2 separate regions of the Sus scrofa genome follow, and region 1 is linked to region 2. Evidence: chromatin contacts called from public Hi-C data. All regions are on one chromosome and are shown on one strand. Each heading gives the region's core, a stretch centred on a gene start, on an enhancer-like site or on the middle of the called end of the contact. The rest is flanking DNA. Distances are from core to core; before and after follow the strand shown.

The links. Hi-C and Micro-C count contacts between places; a contact is called where the count stands out from the background.
Region 1: a contact with region 2 is called in a Hi-C map of alveolar macrophages, with 4 times the contacts expected there. The contact joins two enhancer-like sites. A contact is called at or near these places in 3 of 5 promoter capture datasets (fetal liver and liver), 31 of 47 Hi-C or Micro-C datasets (adipocytes, adipose tissue, alveolar macrophages and 16 more) and 2 of 2 datasets of contacts at active chromatin or transcription factors (alveolar macrophages and skeletal muscle).

The regions. Positions count from the first base shown.
Region 1 is chr14:31,969,855-31,975,640 of Sscrofa11.1, forward strand. All of the region lies in intron 1 of TCTN1 (tectonic-1), which reads left to right. Among named protein-coding and RNA genes, the nearest start is that of TCTN1, 19 kb to the left of the region's middle. Within about 2 kb of position 1,502, at least 3 of the 83 cell types and tissues checked have an H3K27ac peak or open chromatin away from gene starts, as enhancers often do. A contact at or near this core is called in alveolar macrophages, where this site is marked.
Region 2 is chr14:31,874,186-31,880,218 of Sscrofa11.1, forward strand. It overlaps RAD9B (cell cycle checkpoint control protein RAD9B), which reads left to right. Exons shown (of 11, transcript XM_013982863.2): 4 at 1-78. Among named protein-coding and RNA genes, the nearest start is that of VPS29, 7.6 kb to the left of the region's middle. Within about 2 kb of position 3,871, at least 12 of the 83 cell types and tissues checked have an H3K27ac peak or open chromatin away from gene starts, as enhancers often do. A contact at or near this core is called in alveolar macrophages, where this site is marked.

The DNA of each region.
Region 1 (5,786 bases), core at 252-2,751, 93 kb after region 2:
AAATTCTTTCAACTGGTGAATGAATAAAGGAATTGTGGTATAACCTTTAGAGGATACTTATTAGCAATAAAAAGGAGTGGATTGAAACTCCCAAATGTATGGCCAAATTATTATTATTATTATTTTTTTTTTTTTTTGTCTTTTTGCTGTTTCTTGGGCCGCTCCCGCGGCATATGGAGGTTCCCAGGCTAGGGGTCCAATCGGAGCTGTAGCCACCAGCCTACGCCAGAGCCACAGCAACACGGGATCCGAGCCACATCTGCGACCTACACCACAGCTCACGGCAACGCCGGATCGTTAACCCACTGAGCAAGGGCAGGGACCGAACCTGCAACCTCATGGTTCCTAGTCGGATTCGTTAACCACTGCACCATGACGGGAACTCCCGGCCAAATTATTTTTAACAATGGTGTTAGGACTGAGTGATGGGGGAAAGGACAGTCTCTTCAACAAATGGTGTTGGGAAAACTGGATATCCATATGCTAAAAGGATGAAGTTAGGAGTTCCCATTGTGGCTCAGTGGGTTGAAAACCCGATAATAGTGTCTGTGAAGATGCAGTTTCAATGCCCAGCCTCCCTCAGTGGATTAAGGATCCAGTGTTGCCAGTAGCTGCAGGGTAGGTCACAGATGCAGCTTGCATCCAGCATTGCTGTGGTTGTGGCATGGACTGGCAGCTGCACCTCTAGCCTGGGAACTTACATATATCACACGTGCAGCCCTGAAAACAAAACAAAACAAAAAACTTTGACATTAGACCCTTACCTAAAATATTAACTCAAAATAGATTAAAACTATTAAACTACATAGCAGAAAACATAGGAGAAAAGTTTTAGGACATTGGTTTTGGCAGTGATTTTCTGGATATAGCATCAAAAGCACAGGCAACAAAAGAAAAAGTAGACAAATGGGACCACACCAAACTTAAAAACTGCTGTATGTCAAAAGGAGCAATCAACAGAATGAAAAGTCAAAACCTATGGCATGGCATGGTAGAAAATAATGCAAATTATATATCCAATGAGGGGTTAATATCCAGAATGTATAATGAACTTCTGCATCTCAATCACAATAATAAAAATCCAATTCAGGGCAAAAAACCTGAATAGACATTTCTCCAAAGAAGATATACAAGTCTCCAATGAGCACAGGAAAGATGCTCGATATTACTAATTATTATCAAAATGTAAATCAAGGAGTTCCCGTCATGGTGCAGCAGAAATGAATCCAACTAGGAACCATGTGGTTGTGGGTTCGATCCCTGGCCTCACTCAGCGGGTTAAGGATCTGGCGTGGCTGTGGCTGTGGTGTAGGCCGGCAGCTACATCTCAGATTAGACCCCTCTCCTGGGAACCTCCATATGCCGAGGGTTCGGCCCTAAAAGGACAAGAGACAAAGAAAAAAAATTGCAAATCAAAACCACAATGAAACATCACTCCACACTCCTCAGGATGTGTTGCACAACAATGTGAAAATACTTAACACTGCTGAACTGTACACTTAAAAATGAATAAGATGGGAGTTTGCATTGTGGTGCAATGGGTTAAGAACCTGACTGCAGCAGCTCTGGTCACTGTGGATTTGTGCATTTGATCTTGGGCATGGTACAGTGTAATAAAGGACTGAAATTGCCACAGCAAGTACATCATAGGTTGCTGCTGTGGCTCAAATTCAGTCCCTGGCCCAGGAATCTCCATATGCCACAGGTGTGGCCATTAAAAAAAAAAAGATTAAGATAGTAAATTCAATGTTATGTGGATTTTTTTTACCATAATAATAATAAATAAATAAACAGACTGTCTGCACATGCAATGTGGATAAATTCAAAGGCGTTAGGTTAAATGAAAGCAGTCAGGCTCAAAAGGCTACATATCCATTGATGTGATATTCTGGAAAAGGGAAAAACCACAGGGACAGGAAATAGGTATATCATTGTCTTCCTGGGCTGGAGCAGTAGGAGGGGCTGATTGGAAACGGGCATGGGGGAACTTTTATGGGTGATAAAATTTTTCTGTATCTTGATAGTGGTTGTGCTTACATGACTGTATGTGTTAAACTCATAAAATTGCATACCAAAAAACTGTGCATTGATGCATGAAAAACCTGCATATCAAAAACTGTATACAAAAATTAATACTGCATATAAATTATCTCTCAATAAAACTGACTAAAAAGGAGTTATCTTGTGGTGCAGCAGATTAAGGATCTAGCATTGCCACTGCAGTGGCTTCGGTCATTGCTATGGTGTTGGTTTGATACCTGGCCCAGGAACTGCCACATGCTGCCAGAGAGGGAAAACAAAAACAAAACAGCAAAATAAGAAAAACTAACTAAAAAGAAATGTGGGGTAAATGTGACAAAATGATTTTGGTGACGTGCACAGTGGTCTTTTTGTGCCTTTTATTGTGATTGTAATACTGCAATCGGAATTTTTTCTTTTCTTTTCTTTTTAGGGCTGCACTCTTGGCATATGGAAGTTCTCAGGCAAGGGGTCAAATCAGAGCTATAGCTGCTGGCCTATGCCACAGCCACTGCAACACCAGATCCGAGTCCTGTCTGTGACCTATACCATAGCTCACGGCAACGCTGGATCCTTAATCCACTGAGTGAAGCCAGGGATCGAACCTGCATCCTCATGGATAGTAGTTGGGTTTCTTACTGCTGAGCCAAGAGGGGAACTCCTGAAAATAATTTTTCAAATGATTCTTAGGAGTTCCCTGTGGCTCAGCAGTAACAAACCTAACTAGTATCCATAAGGTCATGGGTCCGATCCCTGACCTTGCTCAGTGAGTTAAGGATCAGGCTTTGCTGAGAACTGAGGTTTAGGTCACAGATGAGGCTCAGATCTAGCATTGCTGTGGCTGTGGCGTAGGCTGGCAGCTGTAGCTCTGATTTGACCCCTAGCCTGGGAACTTCTATACGCCATGGGCATGGCCCTAAAAAGACAAATAAGTAAAAATGAAGTGATTCTTAAAAAGCCTACTAGTTTATTTGACTGCAGTATGGTCCAATGATAGGATGCAAGTTTAAAGTTGTCTGGTAAACAGAGAATTATTTCATTCCTGTCAGTATGTTTCTGTGACCTGATCGTATTTATTATTTTATTTTCAGAAAAGGTCAAACTTTTAAATTTGAGACCTTTTAAGAATGTAAAGTCTGCTCAAATAGCCCTCTGCCTCCATAATGTTTCAGAAAACATTTGAAGAACAAGAATGGGATCTTATGGTTGATTAGGCACATGGGACATGGGAGGAGGAGGAGGAGAGAAGTTGGGAATTATTTTCTTCTGGGTGTTGATTTAGAAATGAATCACTGGACTGTTCGCTTCAGTTAAAACGGTGGAGTCAGCCTTCTGTCCTCACACAACCTTGACCTCCTGTTGTTCTAAGAAATCCCTTTATAAAGCTTGATGATTCTGCCTCCCTATTTATAAAATATTTGGCTCAGATGAATAAAGATGGATGGATATAGTTACTCAGGCAAAACTGGATACTTCATTTTAGACAAATTAGAAGCCACAACTTTAGCAATAATAATAGCAATAACAACCAATTCACTCCAAATCACACCAAAGACCAAGGAGTTAACACTGTCATATTAAGTCAGCCTCAGCTATTTGTCCGCCCAGCTACTCCTGTCTTTGATTTTTTAGACTCTTGAATGCAGTGGCTTCCAAGTGCTGAATTCCAAAAAGCTGAATTGTCTCGATTCCTCTCAATGCTGGCACAGACTATAAGGAGTCGAGGATGCCAATAATCCTGGAGAAACAGATGGACGTTTTAAATCACAAACATTTATGCACACCGCAAGTGCTACAGTTTGGGACAAAATATGGAAATAGGTCTTGGCCCTTCCTTGTGTCCTTCCATCCTAATGAGGGAACATGCCAAGGCCAGAAAAGAAGGAAAGGAGAAAAGATCCTCTGGGTTGAAAAATGAGAAAATCTGGCAGAAATGGGTCACCTGTGAAATGAAAGGTTTCAGTGTTCCCAAGGTTTGCAAAAAAATGAATCTAAGTTGATGCAACCCTCATTTTGACAGTGTAAGATGTAATAAAATTTCTTTGGGGCCACTTACAGAGTGTTTGAAATTGAACCAGAAGGGGTGTTGAGAATATTTCCCAAACCATAAACATGAAAATCTTAAAACTGAAATTTACTTTTATCAAAATATTAATCTAACAGCCTAAAATTTCAAAATGGAAAATAGGACAAAGTGATTGACAGATATTAAGGAATAGAAAAGAAAGTAGAGGCCTGGAAGTAAAGAGAAGATTTAAGATCAACAAAAACAAGTCCTGGATTTAGAAGTCATGAGATGAAGGTTTAGAAAAATAATACCATTTTTTAAGGGAAGTGTTACATCAGTTATTAAAAATGGTCCAGAATTTCAGGTGTTTGTTAAGGAATCCTTTGTAGAAAAAAAGAATTGGAAATATCTGTATTATACATTTGATCCAATTATTTTTATACAATTTTCTCTGGAATGCTGTAGGAAGGTACTAAAGATGTCATTTTGATGATTTAGCTTTGCTGTATAAATTTAATAAACTATGCATATATATATATATATGTATATATTTACTGTTTGGGCATTTTTTTTCTTTTTAGGTCTACCCCAGAGGGATATGGAAGTTTCCAGGCTAGGGGTCAAGTGGGAGCTGTAGCCACTGGTCTGCACCACAGCCACAGCAATGTGGGATCCAAGCCATGTCTGCGACCTACCCCACAGCTCATGGCAACGCTGGATCCTTAACCCACCGAGTGAGGCCAGGGAGCGAACCTGTGTCCTCATGGATGCTAGTCAGATTTGTTTCCACTGAGCTACGACGGGAACTCCCTGTTTGGGCATTCTTTGAATTGGAAAATGTGTTTCTTGAATACTTACCATGTTTAAGGAGTTCCCGGTGTGGCTCAACAGTAGCAAACCCAGCTAATATCCATGAAGATGTGGGTTCCATTCCTGGCCTCACTCAGTGGGTCAAGGATTTGGCGTTGTCTTGAGCTGTGGTGTAGGTGGGCAGCTCCAATTTGACCCCTAACCTGGGAACTTCTATATGTCGATGGGTGCAGCCCTAAAAACAAAATGAAACAAAAAAGAAAAACAAAGACAAACAAAATTGATACATAAAAAAATTACTGTGTTTAATTATTTTGACAAAAATGTCAAAAGTATACCCAACATTCTTGGGCTGGAATACTTCTATAAATAATGCAGTTTAGAACCAAGGGGCTTCCCCTAGTCTGGTCTTCCCATTTTGTAGAGTTACAGTAGATTTGCTTTGTTTTTTTCCTTTTAAGACATAAATCATTACATGCAATTTTTTTTTTTTTTGGTCTTTTTGCTATTTCCTGGGCCGCTCCCGTGGCATATGGAGGTTCCCAGGCTAGGGGTCTAATCGGAGCTGTAGCCACCGGCCTACGCCAGAGCCACAGCAACACGGGATCCGAGCCGCATCTGCAACCTACACCACAACTCACAGTAACGCCGGATCCTTAACCCACTGAGCAAGGGCAGGGACTGAACCCGCAACCTCATGGTTCCTAGTCGGATTTATTAACCACTGCGCCACGACGGGAACTCCCATTACATGCAATTTTTGTCGATTTTTTTTTGTCTGTAAAAAAGTCAAGTGCTCACCTGCCCCCCTTATCACAACATGGTGAAGAGAAGTTATCTGGCCATCTCCTGGAACACAGCCCTTAGAGGTAGGTGATATCCTTGTCATACAGATGAGAAAACCATGGCTCAGAGAGCCTAAGTGGGTTAAGACCAAAATGGCAAAGCA
Region 2 (6,033 bases), core at 2,621-5,120:
AAAGAAATGTAGAGAAGTGCAAAATATTCACCAGATCTGATAAGTGCAAAGTAGTTATTCAGTTCTTCTGCAGACATGGTAAGTATAATTAGGACTAATTTAGAGTATTATGCATTTTTTGTTAATACTTTTTATGTTTAGAATACTCAAACTGCACATCAACACTTCCCATCGTATTATTGGTTAGAATTTGTAGGAGTTCCCATTGTGGCTCAGTGGAAACGAATCTGATTAGGAACCATGAGGTTGAGGGTTCAATCCATGGCCTTTCTCAGTGGGTTCAGGATCTGGTGTTGCCATGAGCTGTGGTGTAGGTTATAGATGCGGCTCAGATCTGACATTGCAGTGGCTGTGGCGTAGGCGGGTGGCTACAGCTCCAATAGATCCCTAGCCTGGGAACCTCCATATGCCTCAGGTGTGGCCCTAAAAAACAAAAAGAGAGAAAAAAAAAGCATTTGTGTAGTTTTGTGGTGAGGCAGTTGTATTATCTTACTTGTCTCTGTAGAAGTAGTGTGAGTGGTTGATATTAATTATTTCCTTTTTTGGCCTGTTAATGATACAAACTTTGCCTGAATATAGACTGATATATTTATTTATTTATTATTATTTTGCTTTTTAGGGCCACACCTGCAGCATATGGAGGTTCTCAGGCTAAGGGTCTAATTGGAGCTAGAGCTGCTGGCCTATGTTATGGCCATAGCAACTCAGGATCCAAGCTGTTTCTGCGACCTACATCACAGCTCACAGCAGTGCTGGATCCTTAACCCACTGAGTGAGGCCAGGGATCAAACCCCCAACCTCATGGTTCTAGTTGGATTCTTTTCCACTGTGCCACGATGGGAACTCCCAGACTGATTTTTTTTTTTTTTTTTTTTTTTTTTTGTCTTTTTGCCATTTCTTTGGGCCGCTCCCACAGCATATGGAGGTTCCCAGGCTAGGGGTCGAATCAGAGCTGTAGCCGCCGGCCTATGCCACAGCCACAGCAACGCGGGATCCAAGCTGCGTCTGCAACCTACACCACAGCTCACGGCAACACTGGATCGTTAACCCACTGAGAGAGGCCAGGGACCGAACCCACAACCTCATGGTTCCTAGTCGGATTCGTTCACCACTGTGCCACAACGGGAACTCCCCCAGACTGATTTTTTAAAATGTCCATCTGAATTCAAAAGATTGTTCTGAAACTAACTGGCTACTTGTTGACATTTTGTACAAGTGCCTTGGTAACAGTGTTCCTTGGTAAAAACAGAAAAGAATAATGCCTACCTGGATTGAAAGTGCTCAAGAAGGCAAATAGTATTTTCTTTAGGGCTGAAAGAGGCATGGTAAATGGCCCAAGGACACAGAACTAGCAGGTCACAGAGCCTGGATTTGAGTCCAACCCCACAGTAGTAGAAGCCAAAACCTTCACTCATTCTCTCTGCTACACCAAGTTGTAAAAGTGACTTTCTGCCTCCAGCCTTGCATGGTAGATATTCAAATGTTGCAGTCATATAATATTTTACATGATTAAATATGTATAGCATGGTGGTTAAGACCGTGATCTCTGGAGATCACAAGGTCTGGGATAGAATCCTGCTCTGCCCCTTCCTTGCTGAGACATTGGGAAAATTATTTTATATCTTTGTGCCTCACTTTCCCAATATGTAAAATGGGGACAATGATAGTACTAGGATCATAGGTTTTTTTGTTTGTTTGTTTTCCTTTTTTTTGGCTGAACCAGCGACATGTGGAAGTTGCCGGACCAGAGGTCAAACCTGTGCCACGGCAGCATCCCAGGCCGCTGCAGTGACAGCACTGGATCCTTAACTACTAGGCCACCAGGGAATTCCTGGGGTTTTTGTGAAGATTCAATGAGTTATAAGAAGTTAAGTTCTAAAGTGATTAAAAGAATTCCTGGCTTATTCTCTGTAAGAGTTAGTACTAGTTATATTATTAATGATTGCTACTATTTTATTTGAAGTTACCAGGTAGGATTGTATGTTTTTAAGATTCTTGTACTTGTGATATTGGTCCAGATTTTTTGTAGTAGAATGGTCTTCTGGAAGGTTATATTAGTGTTACTATTTATCTTATATTTCTTAATTTTGTTTTACATTTAATATTTTAATTTAAACTCATATTTACATTATGTTCCTTAATTTCCCCCTGTAAAATATCAATTATTATAACATTATTTTTTTCCTTCTTCGAACTTCACATGTAGTAGCAGAATCATGTAAAGAGCACAATTAAAAGCACAGCAAGGGAGTTCCCGTCGTGGCTCAGTGGTTAACGAATCCGACTAGGAACCATGAGGTTGCGGGTTCGGTCCCTGCCCTTGCTCAGTGGGTTAACGATCCGGCGTTGCCGTGAGCTGTGATGTAGGTTGCAGATGCGGCTCGGATCCTGCGTTGCTGTGGCTCTGGTGTAGGCCAGTGGCTACAGCTCCGATTCGACCCCTAGCCTGGGAACCTCCATATGCCATGGGAGCGGCCCAAAGAAATAGCAAAAAGACAAAAAAAAAAAAAAGCACAGCATCCAGCATTGTCACTGCTGTGGGTCTGGTTACTGCTTTGACATGGATTTGATCCCTGTCCCAGAAACTTCTGCATGCTTCAAGCGAGGCCATTTAAAAAAAAAAAAAAGCATAGCAGCAGGGGAGGGAGGATAGAGGAATAAATTAGGAGTTTGGGATTGAAATATATACACTACTATCTATAAAATATGTAACCAACAAGGAACTACTATATAGCTCAAGGAACTATCCTTAATATCTAGGTTATTATCTATAATGGAAAATAATCTAAAAAAGAATGTATATACAAGGAGTTCCCACAGTGGCGCAGTGGATTAGGTCACTGCTGAGGCATGGGTTTGATCTCTTGTCCAGCACAATAGGTTAAGGATCTGACATTGCCACAGCTGTAGCATAGGTCGCAGCTGTGGTTCAGATTTGATTCCTCGCTAGGGACCTTCCATATCCCATGGCTGAAGCAAAAAAAAAAAAAGTAAAATGAATAAATAAATTAAGGAGTTCCCATCGTGGCTCATCAATAATGAACCTGACTGGTACCCATGAGGATGCAGGTTGGATCACTGGCCTTGCTCAGTGGGTTAAGGATCCGGTGTTGCTGTGAGCTGTGGTGTGGGTCACAGATGCAGCTTGGATCCTGAGTTACTGTGCCATAGGCCGGTAACTGTAGCTCTGATTCAACCGCTAGCCTGGGAACTTCCATATGCCACATATGTGGCACTAAATAGACAAATAAATAAAAATAAAATAGAAAAGAATATATATAACTGAATCACTTTACTGTACACTTGAAACTAACAACATTGTAAGTCAACTATATTTCAATAAAAATTTTTTAAAAAAGCACAGCGAGCTTTGGCATCGTGCAGATAAGGACGTGGCTTCTCCTATACTTATTAGCTTTGTGACAGTACATAACCACTCTGAACCTTCATTTTCTTGTCTGTGAAATGGGGATAATCCTACCTACCCTCAGATTCCCGGGTTGTTGTGAGGACAAAGTGAGATCACATGTGTAAAGCACATAGCATGGTGCCTGACACAAAAGGTGAACTAAATTGTAACTACTGTTATTACAATTATCCTCATCCTTTATTTCCAGTTAGATTTCAAACAGCCAGTTTTTCCACTTAAGTATGTCTCAAGTGGCTTGTTTACAGTAATATCCAATATACATTTGTGATTGGTTGATTTTTTTAATAGCTTTTGTAGGGAAGTTGTTGTGTTAGAATGCTCTAAGTTACAAGTAACAGAAAAAAAAAAAAATCCAACTCAAACTGCCTTAAACAATAAGGAGGGATATTGGCTCATGTAAAGGAAAAGTTCAAAATGAGGTCATAGGCGTGGTTTGATCCAGACTGCAGCAGCTGCTTCTCTTCCTTCTGTTTCAAATTCTCTCAGCTCTCCTGTCCTCCATGTGATTTATACTAAGGCCAGCTTCTTTTATAAACTTTTAATAATATGGTGACTTCCAGCAGCAGCAGCTTGGGCTGCCATGCTTGCTCTTTCACATCCAGGGGGAGAGCCTTACCTCATATATGCATTGAACAAAAGTGCTTGACTTTGCTCTGACTGGACAAACCTAAACTAATCCTAGGGGGCTAGGGGAATTCCATTCTCTAACTGCCCTGGCTTCTTGCCATATCTGGACCAAATTCAATTGTGGGGCGGTGGGGGGGGGCAGATAAGATTACATCAATTGATTTATAGCAACAAGGGCCCACAAGTGATGCTGAAAGTGAAATCAGCCCCACCCAGACCTCATGGCTACTACACAACCAGGAAGGATGGCTCAGGAAGGAAAGGGGAAGTAGGGGGTGCATGCTGCTACAGTCATTGGGATAAATAGTTATACTTTCCAAAACTTTAGAAGCTCAGAAAATTATGTTTGCAATTTTATATTAATAATCTGGTGGAGAAACATTGTTCAAATGTAATTGAGAAAAATCACCTGGGTTGGTGTTCCTGCTGTGGCGCAATGGGATCATCGGCCTCTTGGGAGTGATGGGACACAGGTTCAATCCCTGACCCAGCACAGTGGGTTAAAGATCCATCATTGCTGCAGCTGCGGCTTAGGTTGCAACCATGGCTCAGATCTGATCCCTGGCCCAAGGAACACCATATGCAGTGGGGCGGCCAAAAATGAAAAAAAAAAAAGAAAAACAAAAAACACCTGGGCAGAGATATCCACTAAACTGCTGCAAATATACATTTGAAACTCGGGAAGAAATTTAGGACAATGAAGTAAATTTGGCTCTCTTCACTGATGGAAAACAATTGAAAAAACATGACCTACTAAAAAAGGATTAACTTCTCAGAGTCTAATCATAAATGGTTTCTGGAACAGTGATTTCTTAAATTATTTAGCATCTGCTATTAGAAAAAAAAAGATGTTTTATATCCTCAAGAACCAAGATTCATCCGAAATATTTACTGCCTAGCAATTATTCTATCAATTCTCTGTATTTGCATTTGCACTGGCCCCACAGTGGCTGAAAATGAATCAGTGAGTTGTCCCTGAAGAACATGCTCTGATCCAAAGCACACATGCTAATGCATTCTGTCCTGCTCAAGGACAGGTTCCCAACAGAGAGGGACTTCCATCAGATGGATGCCCTGGCTATTTATTGAGTGAACAGAAGTCTGATTTATACATTATATTAATGACATATGTCAAGAGGACAGGATTGCTGGAGTTCCCGTCGTGGCTCCCGTCGTGAATCCAGCTAGGACCCATGAGGTTTCAGATTTGATCCCTGGCTTCGCTCAGTGGGTTAAGGATCTGGCGTTGAGGTGAGCTGTGGTGTAGGCCGGTGGCTACAGCTCCAATTAGACTCCTAGCCTGGGAACCTCCATGTGCCACGGTACGGCCCTAGAAAAGACAAAAAAAAAAAAAAAGGACAGGATTCCTACTTCAAGGTTTTGAGGTTTTGTAAAAAGGCATTCTGCAGATGTGCTAATGACTTTAAACTCTCAAAACAGTGAATTTAAAGGCATTGAGAAACATTTGAATAACATAATTTGAGTAACTGATCTAAGAAAACATTTGTACAGTTTATATCAGAGAATGTTTGGCCTACAGTAAGCATTCTCTTTACTTAATCTGTTTTTTGTTTTTGTTGTTGTTTGGCCACACCTGCAGCATGTGGAAGTTCCCAGGACTGGGATCAAATCTCTGTCACAGCAGCAACCTGGTGCTGCAGTGACAACACCAGATCCTTAACCTATTGTGCCACAGGGGGCCTCCCTACTTCCTATTTTCTTATTGTTTGTCTCCCCTCACTAGAATGTAAGCTCTGTGAGGTTGGAGATTTTTGTCTGATTTGTTCTTCGCTAGTCCACAGCTCCAAAAGTAGTCCCTGTATGGTAGGTTACAGAAAAATACTTATAAATTATTTGCAGGCCCTCCCTTTGAAAGCTGAAGTACTTCCCCAACTCTCAGCTGGACTTGGACTTGCTTTGATATCAATAGAATGCATTAGAAGTGATATTATGTGGGTTCCAAGCCTAGGCCTCCA